2 separate regions of the Mus musculus genome follow, and region 1 is linked to region 2. The links are chromatin contacts, called in public HiChIP or PLAC-seq maps. All regions are on one chromosome and are shown on one strand. The core of a region is the stretch at or near the end of the contact, and the rest is flanking DNA. Distances in the headings are between cores, read along the strand shown.

Region 1 (2,888 bases), core at 209-2,708, 1.9 Mb after region 2:
TTTATTTATTTATTTATTTATTTATTTATTATATGTAAGTACACTGTAGCTGTCCTCAGACACTCCAGAAGAGGGAGTCAGATCTCGTTACGGATGGTTGTGAGCCACCATGTGGTTGCTGGGATTTGAACTCCTGACCTTCAGAAGAGCAGTTGGGTGCTCTTACCCACTGAGCCATCTCACCAGCCCATGCCATAGTTTTCATAACAAAAAAGTAATTGTCAAGATTGAAAGACTTTGCCAGGCATAGTGGTGCACGCCTTGAATCCCAACACTTGGGGAAGAGAGGTAGGTGGATCTTTGTGTGTTTGAGGACAGTCTGGTCAACACAGTGAGTTCTAAGATAGCCAAACCTACAGAGTGAGACCCAGTCTAGAAAAAAAAAAAAACCAAAAAATTAACAAAGTTTTAAAAAAGTAAGACTTTGTCTAGCCAGAATTTACTTCTCTTATTTGATATAAAACACAGCTAAGAAATTAAGACATTTAACAGCTACAGCTTTCAAATTCCATATGTAAAATATGGATACATATGTGCATATACATATTATGATATAGTTTAATACAGTTATACGTTAGCTACTATACTCATGTTATAGCATTTCTTTCATAGAAGGTCATATAAAGATAATACATACAGTTCACAGGATACTGGCTCTTAACTGGACAAGATCCCAACAAATCTAGCTTCTAACTTCAATACTAAAGTTAAAACTGTCAGTGAAATTGTTGTCCCAAATGTAGACTAACTAAGACTAACTAAGCAGTGACCACTGCTGCTTAGCATACGAAGACTAACGTCTGAGTCCCGGTCTGGGAGGCAGGCTGCCAAGGTGAGGGTGTAGCTCATGGTGAGGCTTGCTTCCCACTAGAATACCTAGAACACTATCAAAACAACTGAAAACTTAAGGTACACTGAAGGTTGCTAGGTTTAGGACAAGTTGGTAAAAGGCTTTTAACTCATCTCTATCCAATGAGGTTTTAGGATAGACATTATTCCAATCAGCTACAATCGTATTAGCAGGGGGCTGGAGAGATGGCTCAGTGATTAAGAGCACAGGTGATCTTCCAGAGGATCTGGGTTCAATTCTAACTCCCACATGACAGCTCACAACTGTCTGTAATTCCTGTTCCAGGAGATCCGACACCTCACTCAGACATACCTGCAGTCAAATCAATAATGTATATAAAATAAAAATATTTATAAAATTATTAAAAATAAATTATAAAAACAAGCCAAAACAAAACAAAAAAAATGAGAAATCCAAAACTGCATTTTAACAAGACCTCTAGGTGACTTGTACACACATTCAAATTTGATGCCTTTGGTACAGAGGAAGGAATTCGGCCAAATTGAACACTCGCTAGAATTCAATCAGTTTCTCTCTTTCTCAGCCATCCATTCTATGGAGGCTCGGCCTCACCAATATCAGCATGACAATCAATTTAAAATGACAATACCTTCAGCACTTGAACTTGACCTTCTGTAGTAATCTCTGGTAGCAGCTCATAAAAGGACTGGCACAAACCTGCTGCATATGTCTGAAATCCAATCAAAGGTCAATATGTGTAAGAACACAGCTACAATACTGAAAAGGCAAGAAACTCAATTTGGAAGGTCTCACATTATTCAAGAATTGGTACTAAAGGTCTAAGCAAACACTTTCAAGTAAGACCCCTCATAGGAAGAATGAAGAAGATAGGCCGTAAGCTACTGCTACACTGACTGCTGAGTATATAGTTACGTAGATAGTGCATCTTCTGTAGTCAGCTTCAGTGGAACTGGACGCTGATCTCGCCCTTCCTACAGTGAGAAATACTTACAGGGAAATAAAATCTCTAAGCACTAAAGTATCAGACCGAATCTGAACTTTGAAAAGGCACTTCCTGATACCACACAAACCCCAAAATAATATATAATTATTAACAATGCAAAAGGTGTTCTGACATACCTGTAAAAATTCTGTTGATGATAAAAAGATATAGCCATTGATGATCTTAAAGCAGGTTCTGAGATTCTCTGAACTTAATTCTGCCAAAACAGTAATTATTGTTTAAAAGAGCAAATTAACTAGCTGTTCAAAATTTAAGTGAGGTAATGATTCATTTTAGTTAAAACTAAGTTGCTATAGCAACTTGAAGCACTCAAGTTTGTTTTTAACCATGATTACTAATGGATTTTGACTGTTTATGGTTCCTGAAGCAGCAAGCATGCAGCTTACCGTTTGCAAGGCAGCTGGATGGAAGCTCTAGGATAGAAGATCAGACAGGATTGACAATGTTTTATCATCAGAAAAAGAAAAAGAAAAATCTCTACAAACAAGTGAAAAAGAAAAACTAAGTTACAGCAAGGGTGGTGACACACAATTATAGTTCCAGCACTCAAGAGGTTGAGGCTGGAGGATTGTGAGTTCAATGCCAGCCTGGATAAAAGGAAAATAAAATAAGAGCAACTTACATGCTTTCTTTATAAATTTTCGTGACTACAATCTAGCCAGTATTCATAAGCTGGTCAGATGTAACAGTGCTCTCATTCACCCTGTAGCAGTAAAACTCTAAAGACTGAGAAAGGCACCCTTCCCTTCTGTCGTCAGAACAACGCTAGGAAAGCGCACGGCTGGGACTTTTCATTTCCAACCAAAACCTGAGCTGGGTCCTGGGGTTTCCTGGTTTATAAAGAAAAGTATGTAGAGAGCAAGCGTGTTCAGTTTTTAGTGGGGGAAGACGGCAGAGTGGGGTCGCTGTATGAAGCTGACCATGAAAGCGTGGAACCCTGCTCATGAGAAGGCTCAGATGACCGGTCTGGCTGACGTTCTGACGCGGCCAGACTGGCACTACATAAAATCCCCAAGGTAGGAAAAGAAGCTACACAAGGCCTTTGTGCCAAGC
Region 2 (2,750 bases), core at 102-2,601:
TACAGGAAACCTCCCTTCTGGAACCTTCTGGTGCATTCACAGATCCAGAGAAAGAGTGTGTGAAGGCAACGAGACTGAGGGCCACCAACCATGGCTGTCAGGCAGAGCTCTATTTCTCACTGTGAAGAAGTGAACTGTAAATTCTTGGGTTCATTTGACTCCTCTGAATTTTAACGACGAAGATTTTGTCTTTCATTCCTTTATAAAAACAGTGTCCGGGACCTTCTAGGTTGTGGGATCAAACTCAGCATATTCTCGACTACCATGGTGTCAGTTCTTGGAGTCAACATGCCACAACTAAATAAGATGGTGAAATCCCACACAAATCCTTCCCAGACTTTCTCATTATGTCTGCTCCAACTGCCTTTCTTCTCGTAGCACTCCCTTAGGAGCTCAGCCCTGTGGTCCAGGCAAACTCAGTCAACCTAGCTCCACATTTCCCTTCTCCTGGATTTCAGCTGACAGTGGTCTATTTGCTCTTTCTCACCCTTGCAACCTGTCAGTCCCTGCTACCTGACCCAGTTAATTCAATTTAAGTGTGATCTCATCTGGTTTTCCTCTTTCCTTTCCCAGCCACAAATGAGTCACTGCTCCTGCACAATACTTGGTTGATGCCACCCCTGTCTGCTCTCTCAGTCCAGGATGCTCTGCGTGTCCTTCCCACTTCCGTTTATATTTCATTCTGGTTTTAACTTAAGCCATTTCCTTAGGGAGGCCTTTTCTAACTCCCAAGTGTATTTTCCAACAACACTCTGACTACCATGAGAACGGTCATCACAATTCCTCTGGTGGAGTCTGCTCTCCAGTGTTCTTTGTGCTTCATGAATGTGAGGGCAAGTCTCCTTTATTTATCTCTTAATATTTAGGTACTGTATTGCAGAATGGCGCATAGCAGATGCAAAAAAAAAAAAAATCTGTCTTCCAAGTGGTGTTGAACAAACTCAGTTTTAATGAAACATATGTTATTATGTTCCTACCATGTCCCAAGCAGGGCTGTAAACATATGTTATTATGCTCCTACCATGTCCCAAGCAGGGTTGTAGGTGCTCAGGACATATCAGTGCACAAAGAATATGGGGATCCCAGGGCTGGTGGGGGTAGCTCAGTTGGTAGAGTATATCTCTACTATTCAAGAAGCACTGGGCTATATCCTCATCATTACATAGACCTAGGTGTGGAAGTGTACCCTGTAATCCCAGTCTGTGGGAGGTGATGGCAAGAGAAGCAGATATTTAAGGTTATTCCTGCCAATTCATCCTTGGAGCCTGGAACCAGCTGCAGGTGATGATGTGCAGAATAGGGCGTAATCTCCAGAATAGCTCCAGGGCCTCTCAGCAGGTAGCAGTATCTTGAAGAGGAACAGCCAAGGTGGCAGAACATTAGAGTGATCTAGGGAGGAAGGCTCCACCCTAGATAATCTCCTTAGTGGCAGCAAGGTCAGGTTCTGGCTTAGCCTGTTTCAGGTTTTTGGGAGGCTACATCTCCTCCCTGTTATTAATATTAATAAAAAGCTGGACTGAGGTATAAAATTTATTTATGCTCCATAGTCCTGCCTGGGAATTATGGTGGCTGGCGGCCGTGCCTGCCTTAGGATCTCAGATCCTCTCGAACCATCCAATTCCGTTATCAGAAGTTACATGCAGTGAGTTTGTGTTATAATTCACACAAACATGGCTCTATGGTGTAATATCAACGGCCACTGCCTTTTGGCATGTACCCCTGTCTTAGATTGGTATGATCTGGGATCTGGTTGCCTGTCATTGGCTAACTGGCCCTCATAGCGCACCTTATTCCCAAATCAGACCAAAGGGACAAGACAATATGTACTTAGAATTCTTGATGAAAATTAATAACTGCCACCTGCAAGCTGTTGGGGGCGGGGATGCACACCTGCTGCAGTCAGGCTGAAGGGCGTTGACTGACCTGCTTGAAAACAAAGTCTAGACAGTGAAAGGCACACTACAAAAGCTTCTTTTGGGGAAGTCCAGATACTCCATTCATTTGCAAATTAGCAACGATCAGGCTAGACCTAGAGCTCCGGGTGTGGAGGAGGTGACTTTGAGAATTGCAGAAAGGCTTACAGCTTCCCTGGGAGTGGAGGCTGTGCTTTAATTTAATTTTTTGGCTAAAGAGGATTTTTAGCCATAATCAAGGTTAGAGTCATACTTGCTAGAAGATTCAGGATCTGTGTCTAGTTGACGAACTAATCTCTCAGGCAGCCATTGAGCTCCATCTTCTTTTTGTGAAAAAACACAGACTGAGCCCCTTCCCCAGATTAGAAGAAAAGAAGGAGAAGAAGCCAAGGAGGAGGAGGAGGAGGAGGAGGAGGAGGAGGAGGAGGAGGAGGACGAAGAAGAAGAAGAAGAAGAAGAAGAAGAAGAAGAAGAAGAAGAAGCAGCAGCAGCAGCAGCAGCAGCAGCAGCGGAGCATTGGATGGTTCTGAAATCAGTTTTATAGGAGAGGCAGAAGTAAGAGCCTGTGCCCAGTGGTTTAGGAGAAAAGGAGAAACATGCAGGATTAATGAATGCATGAAACCCTATCACCTCCATCTCCTCCTCCCATCTGCTGTCGTCATTATATCAATATCTTCCCTGTGTCTTCTACATTAGGTAGGTCTGGAAGACAGGACAAGGCTGTGTCTTTAAAACTGCGTAGCTGGCGTAGGTACATAGCTTATACTCAATAAATGTTGGTTGAATGACAACAAATATTAAATGAACATAGTCTTGGGGAAAGCTATTGTTACTTAT

Evidence for each region. HiChIP or PLAC-seq counts read pairs in DNA pulled down with a chosen protein or histone mark.
Region 1: an H3K27ac HiChIP or PLAC-seq map of embryonic stem cells shows a contact between it and region 2, with 7 times the contacts expected there. The contact joins two enhancer-like sites. A contact is called at or near these places in 3 of 39 promoter capture datasets (the 3T3-L1 cell line, the C10 cell line and liver) and 1 of 115 datasets of contacts at active chromatin or transcription factors (embryonic stem cells).

The regions. Positions count from the first base shown.
Region 1 is chr13:106,855,278-106,858,165 of GRCm38.p6, forward strand. Ipo11 (importin 11) reads right to left here. Exons shown (of 30, transcript NM_029665.4): 23 at 1,952-2,031; 24 at 1,461-1,541. Among named protein-coding and RNA genes, the nearest start is that of Lrrc70, 20 kb to the left of the region's middle. Within about 2 kb of position 1,459, at least 5 of the 459 cell types and tissues checked have an H3K27ac peak or open chromatin away from gene starts, as enhancers often do. A contact at or near this core is called in embryonic stem cells, where this site is marked.
Region 2 is chr13:104,909,855-104,912,604 of GRCm38.p6, forward strand. No RefSeq gene overlaps it. Among named protein-coding and RNA genes, the nearest start is that of Gm41048, 3.5 kb to the right of the region's middle. Within about 2 kb of position 1,352, at least 9 of the 459 cell types and tissues checked have an H3K27ac peak or open chromatin away from gene starts, as enhancers often do. A contact at or near this core is called in embryonic stem cells, where this site is marked.